Regions from separate parts of the Mus musculus genome. Here all the other regions are linked to region 1. The links are chromatin contacts, called in public Hi-C and HiChIP or PLAC-seq maps. All regions are on one chromosome and are shown on one strand. Each heading gives the region's core, a stretch centred on a gene start, on an enhancer-like site or on the middle of the called end of the contact. The rest is flanking DNA. Distances are from core to core; before and after follow the strand shown. Region 1 holds the start of A830021M18Rik (a long non-coding RNA gene). Region 2 has its middle 6.9 kb from the start of Gm34724. Region 3 has its middle 34 kb from the start of Gm34724.

Evidence for each region. A called contact is a pair of places that touch in the nucleus more often than the background predicts. HiChIP or PLAC-seq counts read pairs in DNA pulled down with a chosen protein or histone mark.
Region 2: an H3K4me3 HiChIP or PLAC-seq map of embryonic basal ganglia shows a contact between it and region 1, with 3 times the contacts expected there. The contact joins the enhancer-like site here to the promoter of A830021M18Rik in region 1. A contact is called at or near these places in 6 of 115 datasets of contacts at active chromatin or transcription factors (embryonic basal ganglia, embryonic stem cells, forebrain and 2 more) and 1 of 9 other capture datasets (embryonic stem cells).
Region 3: a contact with region 1 is called in a Hi-C map of the G1E-ER4 cell line, with 3 times the contacts expected there. The contact joins the enhancer-like site here to the promoter of A830021M18Rik in region 1. A contact is called at or near these places in 2 of 484 Hi-C or Micro-C datasets (both in the G1E-ER4 cell line) and 6 of 115 datasets of contacts at active chromatin or transcription factors (embryonic stem cells, stem cell-derived neural progenitor cells and trophoblast stem cells).

The regions. Positions count from the first base shown.
Region 1 is chr15:36,723,262-36,727,856 of GRCm38.p6, reverse strand. It overlaps A830021M18Rik (a long non-coding RNA gene), which reads right to left and starts at 1,612. Exons shown (of 3, transcript XR_875150.3): 1 at 889-1,612. It overlaps Gm41297 (a long non-coding RNA gene), which reads left to right. Exons shown (of 3, transcript XR_875152.2): 1 at 1-142.
Region 2 is chr15:37,050,717-37,055,663 of GRCm38.p6, reverse strand. No RefSeq gene overlaps it. Among named protein-coding and RNA genes, the nearest start is that of Gm34724, 6.9 kb to the right of the region's middle. Within about 2 kb of position 2,388, at least 57 of the 459 cell types and tissues checked have an H3K27ac peak or open chromatin away from gene starts, as enhancers often do. A contact at or near this core is called in embryonic basal ganglia and forebrain, where this site is marked.
Region 3 is chr15:37,077,613-37,082,132 of GRCm38.p6, reverse strand. No RefSeq gene overlaps it. Among named protein-coding and RNA genes, the nearest start is that of Gm34724, 34 kb to the right of the region's middle. Within about 2 kb of position 1,617, at least 14 of the 459 cell types and tissues checked have an H3K27ac peak or open chromatin away from gene starts, as enhancers often do. A contact at or near this core is called in the G1E-ER4 cell line, embryonic stem cells and trophoblast stem cells, where this site is marked.

The DNA of each region.
Region 1 (4,595 bases), core at 363-2,862:
GCAGCGTGAGGGGCGTGGCTTGGCGGCAAGCGATGGCTACGGGAGTGTGCCTGTGGCTTGGCAGAGCAGAATATCAGCATGGGGGTCAAGAGTAGAGAGCAGCGCCTGAAGCAGCGTTCTGTCTTCTAGCAACTCTGCTCAGGTTGGAGAGCAAGTGTGCTCCAGGCACTCAGGGCGGTGGGGCGCGCGCGAGAGATCACGCCGTGCCACAGAGCACTGGGTGGCAGGGTTGAGTAGGCGGGGCTGGGGGGCCGTAGCTGCAGCTGTGTCCTTGCTGCCAGAGCTCTAGTCAACTGGCTGCTGTGGAGTCAGGTCAAACAGGGAGGGAGACAGCAAGGGGGAATGTGGAGAGCTCAGGATTGTCAGGCAGCACCGCCCTGAACAGAGAGTGAGGGGCGGATGGAAAGTACGTGGTGGCGGCAGAATCAGGGGAGCAGGGAACCGGGAGTGGAGAGCAAGCAGCAAGAAAACGTGGGGTAGGGAATGGTCTACAGATCGCTAGCTAGAGAGTTGTAAAAGTTTGCTATTAAAGTTCCAGTAAACGGCCATTTAGAGTTATTCTTTGATGGGTATAGGGGCCAAATTTTAACCAGGAGACGTGCTAGCAAAGATATTCCCTTCTGGGTGAGAATAGGAGCAAGTGACTTCCCCGTTCCCCGGTGTCTCTAGTACAAATGTGATAGCTAGAAACAGAGGCAGCCAAAACAGATCACCAGCCACGCAGTGAACTAGCAGCTGAGCTGCGGGACCAGTGCACGAGCTGTGTGTGGGGCTCAGAGCCTGAGGGAGGATGGTTTGCCTAAGCGTAGGATTTTTTCAGCAGTGTGCAAGAGAAGCCAAGAGAAAAACCGTCAGAGAAAGAGAGACAGAGACAGAGAGAGCACTCACCCAGGGGTAGAGGTCCGAGAACGAAGCATCAGTAAGAAGACCAGGACACCACGGGGTGGCTGCAAGCTCAACAGCCCTCCCTTGGGACCAGAGGGCGTTTATGCTGACCAGTGAGAGTAGGGAGCTTTACCAATTCTCCAGTGCTTGGGTGGAGAGGTCTAGCAAGAGATCCATCCCATGGCTGCAAAGTCCATGTGGCAGCACGGAAATATGAGCTCATGCAACCTGTGAGTTTCTAAATCCCAGGCACAGCACCCGTGTTGGTAGAGGCGCTGTATGGTGGGTGAGGTGGAAGGGCTGCCTCCACAGGCCCCCGCTGAGGCATCCCCTCCCCCTGAGGCATGGTATGGAGTTTATTTAGGGCATGGGGAAGGTGGGAGGCAGAGAAAGGCGGGAGGTGGGGAGAGGAGAGGGAGAAGCAGGCCAGGAACACATGGGGAGAGGAAGGGGGGAGCGGGAGAAGGGGCAGGTAGTAAGAAAGAGGATCAGACAGCGAGGAAGAGACATGCAGACCCTTTTAGAGTGAGCCAGGCATACCTGGCTATTGCCAGGTCATGCCAACAGTAACTTCTGCTCTTTAGCAGCCTGTAGTGACATTAATTCTCTTTACATTTAGACAATTTAAGTGTCTAAAGATTGGTGACCCAACCAGGAGAGCAATAGCAAAGCATTATATGGCAAGCATTTGTACCACACTCCCTTGTGACATAGCCCAGCCCATCAAAGGTCTGTACCACACCCTCTTGTGACATAGCCCAGCCCATCAAGTACCAGCATCCTCCCAGGTGTATGTTAGCTTCCTCCAGCTGTGGGCCGCGTTGGGTGCCAGAAGTGCTTCTCTGTCCTCTGTTTCCTCCCTCAGGGTGTCCAGGCACCAGGCTTGAAGGATGAAGTGGAGTCTGGAACAGGTTGGGACTGGCTCTCAGTCCAGCTGAACTCACATGTGGGCATGGGGTGGAGGGCTTCACCAAGGAAGGCCTTCTCTGGCGATTTTAGTCTTACAGCTCTTTTAGATGACTCCCAATGAAGTGGCTCTTAGATGGTCTTCAGTGAAATAGCTGGTGCTCACTTACTTTATTTGGGTGGACAAGGGCTGTATATGAACTTTGGAGAGTGGAGAGGAGTTTTCAGGGTGAATGTTGATGACTGGCTGGAGCTCAGTGAACTGGGAACGCCTCTTTTGTGTGGAAAAGCTCTCCAGGAATCCCAGGTATTTGCTGGGCAGGTTCTTATGGGGTGTAGGGAGAGGAATTTGTAGGTTTGCCAAGGACCCCATTACCTTCCTCAGGTAGAGGATGGGGGGGTAGTCAGAGAAGTGGAAGCCCTGCTAGAAAAAGGGAATTCTCCATTTTGTGCTGAGCTCAGAGGAGCTACACAAAACATGGGGATGTTCCATTAGCTGAATGTTGCTAGAGGAGTGATCTTACACGCGTTCGCAACCGGCCAGGAAAGACGCAACAAACCAGAATCTTCTGCGGCAAAGCTTTATTGCTTACTCAGGAGCAAGAGAGGAAGAGCGCGGCAGAGAGAGGCAGAGAGGAAGAGAGAGAGAGAGAGACACAGAGAGACGCAGAGAGAGAGGCAGAGAGAGGGGCAGAGAGGGAGAGAGGCAGAGAGCAGAGGAAGAGAGCAGAGGAAAAGACGAAGAGGCGAAGAGATGAAGAGAAGAAGAAACGAAGAGACGAAGAGGCGAAGAGAAAGAGTGCCAGAACCCCGTCCCTTTTAAGGAGAATTATCCTCCGCCTAGGACGTGTCGCTCCCTGATTGGCTGCAGCCCATTGGCCCAGTTGTCATCACAAAAAAGGCAGAGCACATGGCGGGAAAACTGCCCCTGCACATGTGCAGATTATTTACTACTTAGAACACAGCTGTCAGCGCCATCTTATAATGGCAAATGTGAGTGCGGCTCCCCACAGAGTGAAGCCCAAAGACTTGTGTCAAGGTGCTCATGAGTCCAGCATGGGACAGTCTGGGAAAGCCGGAGTTTATGGAGTTTATAGGTCAGTGGTCTCCAGAGGTTGGCAGATGAAGATGCAGAATACAGGTTTCTTCAGCTATTCCTCATATTTTGAGGGTGGCATACACCATTTTGCTCAAAGCCTGTAGAATAGAGACAGAAGTGGGGGCTGATGCAGAGCTAGAACACACTACAGTGGCACACTCGTTGTAACAACTCCAAAACACGTTTGTGTCCAGTGACAAACACTGCCCTCCCCCTCTGCTGGCTCCCCTCCAGCTTCCTACAATCCACCACATACAAGGTGACATCAGACCAGAGGAGCGGCTCTAAGACTTCTCTCCATGATGCAACTAGTGTATGAGCTGTCCTGATTATCCAGGGTCCACACCAGGCTGCTGGCTAAGTATCTTGAACTATGCTGCTGAGTCTACTAGGGAGAATTTTAAGAAAACCTCCTCCCTGGATTAAGGAGTGGGGGAGGTTATGTTGGCTTTTTCCTTGCTTCCTTTCTCCCTGCCTTAACATATGGTGGAGCAGTGTGACAGCCATCTTGTGATGACAGGGTAGCAAGAAGATGGATATGTTCTGGGTCCCTGATGGACCGACGCTGCACCAAACCTAGAGCTGGCTTTTCTCTGAATGCTTTAGGGCATGAGACAAGATGGCTGAATACTGCAAATGGAAGCCTTACTTCCATTGTTGTTACTTTCGGATTAACTCAAGCTGGGAGGGAGGTGTTTGAAAAGGAAAGCAAGGCTCAGGAAAGCAGGAGACCTTACTCAGGCTCAGGAAAGCAGCTTGGGCTGAAGGGAAAGAGTTTCCCATCAGCCTTGCCTGCTGTTAACCCTGATCCTTCCTCATTCCTACTCAGACCCTTACTCGGCATTCTCGAGTCATTACCAAGCACACTTAAAAGAAACCATTTACAAACTAAAAAGAGATATACTTGGTTCACAGCCATGCAGGTTTAAGCCTGAGGCTGAGTACTCACTCATATTAGTCTGGGCTTCTGGTCACATTTCGAGGCAGGAGCTGAAGACAAGAGACTCTCTTCTCAGGATTTCCTTGGATGACCCTCCTCCAACCCCCCACCCTAACCTATCTGCGGAGACCCTATCTGTGGAGGCGTTTGCCTTGGCCTGGCGGGAGGGTTCAAGTGAAGGGGTAGGGGTATGAGCAGGGAGGGGGAAATGACTCCACCCGCCTTCTAGTGCTGCTACTGTTACTGTGCTGTCTACACCCGCCAAGCTGGCTGGCGAGCAGAGAGCAGGGGAGCTTCTGCTCTCAAAAGCTTCGGGAGAGCGTTCTCTTCCCAGGCAGTGCTACAGCTCTTGTGACGGATGCTCTCAGATGATGGAGTCATTCTCACACAACTCTATTCCTTCTGGATAGGAGCTTATATACAGTTTGGGGTGGGTGGGTCTGACAGCAGGTGCTTCCTACTGGCTCGGCCTGAGATGCCTCATCTACAAGAGAAGGGACTTATGGGCACTGCCCCTATGTGACTGATGGCCACAACTCCCTCTGTGGGGGGCTGTGGCTATGTGACAGGAGCCCAGTGCTGGGAGCAGGCGAAACTCCTACCATCCCTTCAAGTTTCCCAGGGCCTTAGTTTTTCGACCTTACTAGGCTTCCTCTCACAGTCTACCACCCCATGCCACATCACTTTCTGTGTGTGATGGCTATTCTTGGTTGTCAACTTGACTATATCTGGAATGAACGACAATCAAGAAATGGGGGACACCTG
Region 2 (4,947 bases), core at 1,139-3,638, 330 kb before region 1:
AGGGCCAGCATTACAGATGTGCACAGCTACATCTAGTTTTCCTTTAAACAAAGTGGGGTGGAGGGCTGGTGAGATGGCTCAGTGGGTAAGAGCACCCGACTGTTCTTCCGAAGGTCCAGAGTTCAAATCCCAGCAACCACATGGTGGCTCACAACCATCCGTAACAAGATCTGACTCCCTCTTCTGGTGTGTCTGAAGACAGCTACAGTGTATTTACATATAATAAATAAATAAATCTTTAAAAAAAAAAAAAAACAAAGTGGGGTGGAATGTGTTCTTAATTTTGTTGCTGTTGTTAAAAAAAAAAAAAGGAACGTAAAAGTACTGGATATTATCTGATGATCAGCTGTCTCCACAACACGACAATTTGAGTAACAGGAAGGTGTTCTTGTATTTGCACTTATAACTTTATAAGCGATATAAAGAAGCAAATTGCACAATTAAATTTTATTAACTTAAAAGCCTACAGGATGGTACAGGTGCCATGCTGCCCAAATTTTCAGAGCAACTTAAATTACTACTAATATTTGCCACTTCTGATTCCCCTAAAACAAAGCTCTTGGCACACTGATATCACATGTCTTTAAGATGTAGTGCAAAGAATTCAGTCTCATTCTTTAAAATTCCAGCTTCTGCAGACCCAAATGCTTATTAAATCCTGGAAAGTGGGATAAAATTTCCTTTAGAAAATAGATCATAGGGTCTGGAGAGGTGGCTCAGTGGTTAAGTACCATTGCAGTTCTTCCAGAGGACCCCAGAATTAGTTCCCAGCACCTTCATGCATGCCGAGTACTCTTGAAGGCCAGAAAAAAGCCTGAAACAGAAGTTGGGGACAGATGTCAGCCATCATGAGAGAGCTCAAGTTCCAGGTGATCTGCCGCCGTCTTCTGGCCGCTCAGGGAACTGCACACATGGTGCTTAGCCATTTAGACAGGGAAAATACACATACACATTAAATAAATAAATAAATAAATTTTAATGGATCATGACTCACAAATCAAAGATCACACTTTTTGAAGTAGGAACTGTATGACTTTACGAATTTACTAATCTGAGCTTAATAATTAGATCTCTTAATATTCATTCTGTATGTTTCTTAGAAGTCTGGTTTCATGGTCAATTTCTATTAACATTGGTATCAATACTCAGAAATTTCTATTAACATTGGTATCAATACTCACAAAAAGATTAGTAAAAATATCATTTGAGTTTTTGAAAGAAAAGAGCATGTGAATAAAAGCGGGAATCTACCCCCATGGGATCCCTCACATGGTATCTACCCCTTGGTGTCCCTTGCTCACATGCTGAACCTCCTGGGAGAATGTGGGTTCCATTAGTATTTTTCCTGCTGATGACAACTGATTGAACACATGGCTGGGTGAGAGGTTGTTTTACATTTATTTTATATAAAGTCGTCAAATTGATTTCTTAGCAGGGGACGTCTGGAGGAGGGCATCAGAATGGCTCAGAGTAAAGGCACTTGCCACCAGACTGTGGAAAGCAAGAGCTGGCACCAGCAAGCAAGCTGTCCTCTACTCCCAAAACTGCAGCGTGGCATGTCCAATCCAAGCCCCCATTCACTGCCCAGCACTGCATGGATCAGTGTAATCAATGGGAAAGCACATGGACTTACGGCTTTGTCTCTCTTTGTATTTCAGAGTCTCTGATCGGACCAGTTGTTTTAGCTTGGAAAATGTTGTCATAATAACCTCGAACCTTTCATTGAAAACTGGTTTGAAGCTAATGGCATTTTAATTTCTCTGAGCAAACACAAGGAAGACATAAAACTTCCTTCCAGTAAGAGGTCACTTGCCTGGAGCAGGATCATGTTCCACAGGATGGCTGCCCAGAGTCCTCCGTCTCTCACTTTGGCCCCTTAACATCTTTCTGTTCCTCAGGTTTTGGTAGGATGGCATGAGACACCTGTGTGATTTTACACTCATGGCCTAATGAGCACGTGTGACTAAGCCGTGCTGAGAGCCGACCCAGAAAGGGCCACCCAGGTTTGTAACTCTAAGATATAGAGAAGCCTCCTCTTACTGTGCAAATCCATCTAAGTAGACAAACCCACACATCTGTTCCCCCATCTCTACCACTCTCTCCCCTGCATTCACAGCCTATTTCCCTGATCCTGGGGAGGGAGGGGAGCTGTTCCCATTGATTCCAGGAGGACCACAAAACATGGAAAAGGAAACCCAATGCTCTTTTTTACACTCTGGGCTCTGGTTACTAATAAAAGTCTCATGTGTGGACCCAGATCAGGCATGCCGCCTGTATACAATTAAAACCTCCGATTCACCAACTGGATCCATATGTATTGGTAGCATGTAGCAGCTGGCTGAATGCTGTAACCTTGGATACCAGGAAACCCAACTTTCTCAGTCTCGTTGCTAAGGCAACAGGACAGAAGTGGGTGTGGGGAGCCCAGCAGACCTGCCCACAGGCTCTGCAGGGTCTGCAGGAGGAAGTCGGGAGGAGGGAAAGGGAAGTCTTGGGATGCCCACCCATCCAAGGCTGTGATGGAGCAGGCTATAGGACAATGCCACACTCTTATGTCACTAACAACGGGTGGGCCACTAAGTGAACACATTGTGTAAGGCAGGCCAGGCACTCTGTGCTGCTGCTGGGCAGAAGGAGGTACAGGAAGGGGTGCTAGGGAGGTAACGAGGGTGGGATTGGGGACATAGCTGCTCGGGAGCGAAAACTGGATAACAATACTGCTAGCATGCCAGGCCATGACCTGCTCTCTTTAGGACACATGTTATGTACACCTATGACAGGTGGTCAGGCCAGAGAACACTGAATAAATGCCACTTTTTCTCCAAAGCCTGCAGTCCTCTGCCTCTTAAAATCCTCACATATGACCACAGAATGAGGGAATTCTCTGGCATTTTCCAGAGAATTACTTCCACAATTGTCTTTCTAGAATAATTAGGAAGTGTAGTTTCACCTCCCTGGGATTTCTATCTGTTTTTCAGAGAGTGTTTAGAAGGATATGAATCTGGGAGCTTGAACATCAACTTAGAAATTATCCCATGCCCTGAGAGGTCTGCAACACAGGTTTGCAGGCTCTGATAGGCCCAGCGATAGAAACTGTGTGTAACCCTCCTTGCCCTACACTCCATTAACAAAGGATTATGTCCAACATGGTGTTCACTCCTACTAACATTCTCAGGAGAGCGATCCCGTGGAGTATGCACTGGGGGAGGTTTGCTCAAAACTGTGATCTCTGATTGGCCAGTTAGCAAACCTTCAATTGACTCCACTTTCATAACTGAATAATTTGAAACAGATTAAGAATGTTCTCTTACCTTCTACTTTGATGAAAGCAGATGTTTCTCATGGCAACTCAGTGTGAACCCAACATTTTCATCTTTTCTTAAAACCAGCAGCTCTCTGCCTTGGCAGGTGGTGAAGTGAAGTGAAGACTGAGGAATGCCCATGGCCCCTCTCAGGAAATACAGATGATAAAAGCAAGAGCAGACCTGCAATGGGGCAGTGGTGGGAGCCCCACAGACTCTGGGGAGTCCTACAGGGCTGCAGTCTTAGCTAGGGTTGCATTGCTGTGAACAGACACCATGACCAAGACAACTCTTACAAAGGACAACATTTAATCAGAGCTGGCTTACAGGTTCAGAGGTTCAGTCCATTATCATCATGGCAGGAAACATGGCAGTGTCCAGGCAGACACAGTGCTGGAAGGAGAGGAGAACATCTTGATCCGAAGGCAGCTAGGAGGACTCTCGCTGGGTGGAGCTTGAGCACTAAGAGACCTCAAAGCCGAGGCCTATGCAGTGACATACTTCCTCCAAAAAGGCCACACCTATTCCAACAAGCCACATCTCCTAATAGTGCCACTTCCCATGGGTCAAGCATATTCAAACCACCACAGGTGCTGTACTCTCTCCCCAGAAGGCAGAAGAGCCAGAAAAGAAGAGCCAAGTGGATGCAGTGTAAAACAGAGGATGCAAGACATGACAGAGAGGATGCAAGACAGGGAGGATGTGAGACAGCACAGAGAGGATGCATGACATATCTCATAGCAGACTTGGTTCTCTTTCTTGTTAAAATGATTTATTTATTCTTATTTTATGTGATTGGTGTTTTGTCTGCATGTATGTCTGTATGAGGGAATCAGATCCCCTGGCACTGGAGTTACAGAGAGTTGAGAGCTGCCATGTGGGTGCCAGGAATTGAACCCAGGTCCTCTGGAAGAACAGCTAGTTCCCTTAACCACTGAGCCATCTCTCTAACCCCTGTTTTTTGACTAGTGTGCTTTGAACACTATCTGTGTGTAGCATAGACTAAGAGTTTACTACTAGAATAGCTCATTGTGTTGGTCACTGTGACAAAATACCTAAAATCAAGAACTTAAAGAAGAAACAGTTTATTCAGGTTCATGCTATGAAAGATTTTGTCCAAGATTGCTTTGGCCTAAGGCCAGGAAAACCATCACGGCAACAGGAGACTGCTCACTTCATGACAGCAAGAAGCAGAGAGAAGGATAAAGCATTTACAGACAGGAGTAGATTTCCAGGGCCTACCTCTTAGTCTCCATCACCTGCAATGATGTCATCAGATTATGAATGTATCTGTGGATTAAGTCAGAGTCCCTATGATCCAATACTTAGTGACCAACTTCCATATTTCAAATCTGTGATGGTTTGTATATGCTTAGCCCAGGTAGTGGTACTTTTTGGAGGTGTGGCCTTGTTGGAGGAAGTGTGTCACTGTGTGTGTGGGCTTTAAGATCCTCATCCTAGCTGCCTGGAAGACAGTTTTCTCCTAGCTGCCTTTGGAACAAGAGGTGGGACTCTCAGCTTCTCTGCATCATGTCTGCTTGGATGCTGCCATGCTCCCACCTTGATAATAATGGACTGAATCTCTGATCCTGTAAGCCAGCTCCAGTTAAATGTTGTCCTTATGAGAGTTGCCTTGGTCATGGTG
Region 3 (4,520 bases), core at 368-2,867, 350 kb before region 1:
GGAGAGGCAGGTGTTTCATGACCTTCCCTAAGCAGCACTGATGGCCCTGGGTGAGGTGAGGTCTTAGTCACCAGAAGAGGGAACTGAAATATCAGGTTATCTGCACATGCCTTGCTTTCTTGTAAAGCTTGTTTTGCTGAGTCATTCCGGGATGGGAGTGTTTGTCACAACTTTCTATCTGGAAGATCCCCAGCATGCTATTCTAGCAAGGTCTTTCAGTGGTCATCTTATGTTCTCTAAGGTCACACATTCCCACTTGTTCTAGCCCTGCTTAAGTTCCTGTCCTGACTTCCTCCCGAGATGGGCTGTGAGCTGAAAGTGTAAGCCCTTTCCTCAAAAACTTGGGGGTTTTTTGGCCATGGTTTTTATCACAGCAATAGCAATTCTAACTAAGACAATTGGCATCATTTTATTTGGTCTAACACAGGACCTACAGGCATCCTGAGTGGTACCAGTTTCATGGATAGTGTAGGTCTGTCAATCATTTATCAGTCCCTCCCTCACGATGGTGTGGACATCTGCCTTAAGGGAAATCATGCTCCTCCAACTGTGTGCTTCCTTCTAGAAAAACAGGTGAAAGAAGAACTGCCCAAAGCCAGTCTTCTCCCCACCCCACCAGCCTTTATTTTTTATAGATCAAATAGCTCTGCTTCTCCAAGGATGGGTAGAAACCAAAAGACATGTCTGTAGGTATTGCTACACAGTAATCACACAGTACATACCAATACTACTATAGCAGAGAGGGATGAGATAGGTTGATCCCAAGACAGCCTTTAAATGGTCAGTTAAGGAGACTAGGCCTAAATCTCTGTTTCTAAGAACTGGGCAAGCCCAGGCAAGTCAGTTACTGAAGAAAAAAAAAAAAAAAACAGGCTTCAGGCAGCTAGTCAGAAACTGCCCTGCCACCAGAAGCTGCCCCTCCACCTGGCCTGAGGCAAGGGCAATGGGTCAGCAGCAGTTTCCTGACTTCCTCTGCAACAGTTTCCACCCCCAGCAATGGTTCTGGAATGTTCCTAGAGATGACCCAACAGATTAAGATAGAGGTCACCTACCCTGGAAATTCCCTACTGTGCTTTAAATTGGGCCTGCAAGCTCATTTTGGGGTCTCTCCATCTTGGAATGAGGGACCCCCGCATGCTGGTCTTCTGCAGAATGAAATGCTCCTTGCTTTTGCAAACTATTTGAGTCTCGAGTATCATTTCTCGGCAAATAACAAACCCTTACATAGCAATTCATTAAAATTCAGTAAAAGTGTAAAATGAAGGTTTTCAGTCATATCAGCTACAAAGCATCACTCTGAAGCCAGCTGTGCCTAGTGGCTATCTATGTGGTCATAGCTCTAACAAAGGTCTAGAATATTTCATCATCTGCAGCGGAGTTTGGGGCAATGTTTATGTAGAAGAATCCTGAAGGCCTGAGGCTATCTTTCTGTGGCGTTTGAGTTTGGAGCTTCCCAGAAGCAGGTCTAGGGAAAGGATTCAAATGTGTAGTTTTTTGTTTTTTGTTTCTTTTTCTTTTTTTTTTTTTCTGGAAGTGGAAGGGGAGGGTGGAAAGCTGGGCAGTGCAGAGAAATGCAGATGGAGTGGGGTGGGGTAGAACACACATCTCAGACTCACCCCACCCGAGAAAGGCAGCTGAGATCTGACATCAGGGCTGCACTGCCTTCGGTCTGCTTGTGGGCAGAGATGTCAGAGGTTCATTTAAGGAATGAGCAGAGAGGCAGAGTCTGACCAGGGTGTGCCCACAGCTCCCCTCCATACCTTCACTGTAGGGTTTTGCTTATAACATTATGCCCATGTTCTTGATTTGATGCTGTTCTGCTGAGAGTAATTTTGCCCTTGAGACAAGAAAACACAGGGGACGTTGTTGGGAGCCATTAAGGCAACGCTATTGTCCTGATCTCTGAATTGGGCCTCTCCCCCCGAGAAGAAAAGAGGGTCAAAAGCGGGCCACCGACACATGGATTCCGAGAACCACGGGAGGTTCCAGCCCTAGGTCATCACCGTTGTCCTGACCACACCCTGATACCACCAAGTTCCTGCTTCCCGGTGTAGCTGTCAAAAGAAAGAATTTCTATTGCCCCCCCTCCCATAAGTACTTCTCCTTTTGCTTGTATTGCCCTACCCCTCCCACTGATAAGTATCTGTACTTCCCCCTTTGCTTGTGCATTTAAACCTTGGACCTTTCTCAGTACATTGGGGTCTTGATACAACTTCAGAACGGTTTCCGTGTCGTTATTCGTACAAGACCCTCGTCTCTCTCTACCCCCCATTTGGTTATTAGGAGGAGGTCCCCTCGAGATCCTCGAATAACTGGACCTGCTGGACGGGTCAAGTGGCGCCCAACGTGGGGCACGAGGTACGACTGCCCTCCGGACAACGGATTAAGGATTAAAGAGGTACCGCGCAGAGAAACAGTGGGACAGTCCACTGACACTTCACTCGAGTGTTGAGTACGGACGTCGGGAGGTAAGCCTAGGCATTCAGTTGTTGTCCCATTAACCATGGGGCATTTAGTGAAGAGATAAAGGGTTCTCTTAAGGAGGGAGGGATAAGAGTTTTTAAAAAAGGGGGGAATTTAATAATATATTTTTGTTTTGTGGACAAGAAATGTCCATGGCTGGTATTAAATGGTTCTGAAACTTAGAATAAAGTAGACAAAGAAATCGATAGTTTAATAAAACAAGGAGAAGATGTCCATGAGTCCTTTTTTAGTTATTGGGGAATCATCAGAGATCTCCTTGAGCAGGCAGAAAAGGGCGGAAAAGGTGCTTGCCTCCTAGCCCTTACTGAAGATTTTTTAGAAAGCTCCCAATCGCCATCTCACAAAAGCAAAACTAAGCTGCCGGCGCACAGTATCTCTATTAGAAGGTTTAGCAGAAGGCTACTTGATACCCAATGAATGGAATAAAGTTATTCAGTCTGTCCTCACTAGAGGCCAATATTTAACTTGAAAGTCAGAGTTTGTGGAAGACAGCCTCCTGAACTGCTGACAAAATCTGTGGTTAAGGCAATTTCGCTACAGACATAAAACAATTAGGGCTCTCCCCTGTTGTCCTCGCCCAGACAGCACAAGCGGCCCTGAGAGCTTGGCGCGCTGTCCCTGCAGCAAGGGCGCTAACTATGCCCCTAACCAAGATTATACAAGGGCCCCAAGAGTCCTATGCGCAGTTCGTTGCCAGAAAGCAGCTGAGAAAATTTTGGGACCTAAGGAAAGTGAGGGTCTGTTAGTTTGACAACTTGCTCTTGAAAATGCCAATTCAGCATGTAGGGCTGCCCTGAGAGGTAAAACCAAGAGTTTAAATATAAATGGTATGATCAAGCTCTGTAATGAGGTAGATGTGTTTTCTCAACAAGTTTCTAAGTCTATTAACCTGGCCATTGGGGCTGCTCTAACTCCAGCTCCAAGATTGGTGCCGAGCCCCATTGGCCCAAGTTAGAAGTAGACATCTGTGTCCTCACATTGGGTGCAAATGCCGCCTGGGGCACCCCTGATTATTATATGCCTCAATTAACAGCAGTTAACACAGGTGAATTTGGGCCCCCTCCTCAAAAGACGTTTTTTCTCATCATCGGCCGAGTGTCCAGACTTTTACAAGGCCTAATGGTGACTCCTACAGTGGTTGACACCGACTACCATGGGGAGATAAAAATCTTAGTCACCGCCACACAGGAACCACTTACCCTTAGGGCTGGAGAGCACATAGCCCAAGCCTTACCACTCCCACTATTCGGCCATTTCCCTTATATGAAAGAGGAGTGAGGACTATCCTCCCTGGGATCCTCAGAAGTCTACTGGGCACAGAAAATAACTGATTCATGGCCCATGCCGACTTTGTTTCTAGAGGACAAACAGTTTCAAGGGCTCCTAGATACCGGGGCAGATGCGACAGAAATTTCCTCAACACATTGGCCTGCAGCCTGGCCCTTACAGCCCACTAAGGGATGGTGTAATCCACTGATCATAAAATTTACTGCTAAGAGGAGGAACTTAGAGGCTTGAGAAAGTTCTCGCCCTCTCACCTGGGGCCTAAGATTGTATCAAGATAACTATGACAATGGCCTGACCTTTAAAACCATCCCTAACAATCATAAAGGATCCATAGGACTTCCAGGTACCCGCCCCCCTGTTCCTGCCCCAGGGTGTGCTACGACCCTGTTTCAGCCCACTCTCCCTGCGGGGAGGCCCCCCTCTTCCACTGATTTACTGTGGTCTATATTGAATGCTTCTGCTTTAGCCTTGTTGTATAAGACACAAAGAGATAATGCGTCAGAATCTGAAGATTGTTGGATGCGCTTTTCTGCTTCCCTGCCCTTTTATGAGGGCATAGCCTTATTTGAAAAATTTTACCCTGCTTTCAGACGCTAGGCAGCTTCCCCTTGAGTCAGTTCAGCTTACCTTGACAGAACTCTCTGGGGTAAGAAGTTGTGTGTTGGGCCCAGGCATGCTTCGAGGCCCTTGCTAGAGATTTACAATAACACATTTAGAGTAAATAAAAATGGGTTTTAAAGAGACTTCGT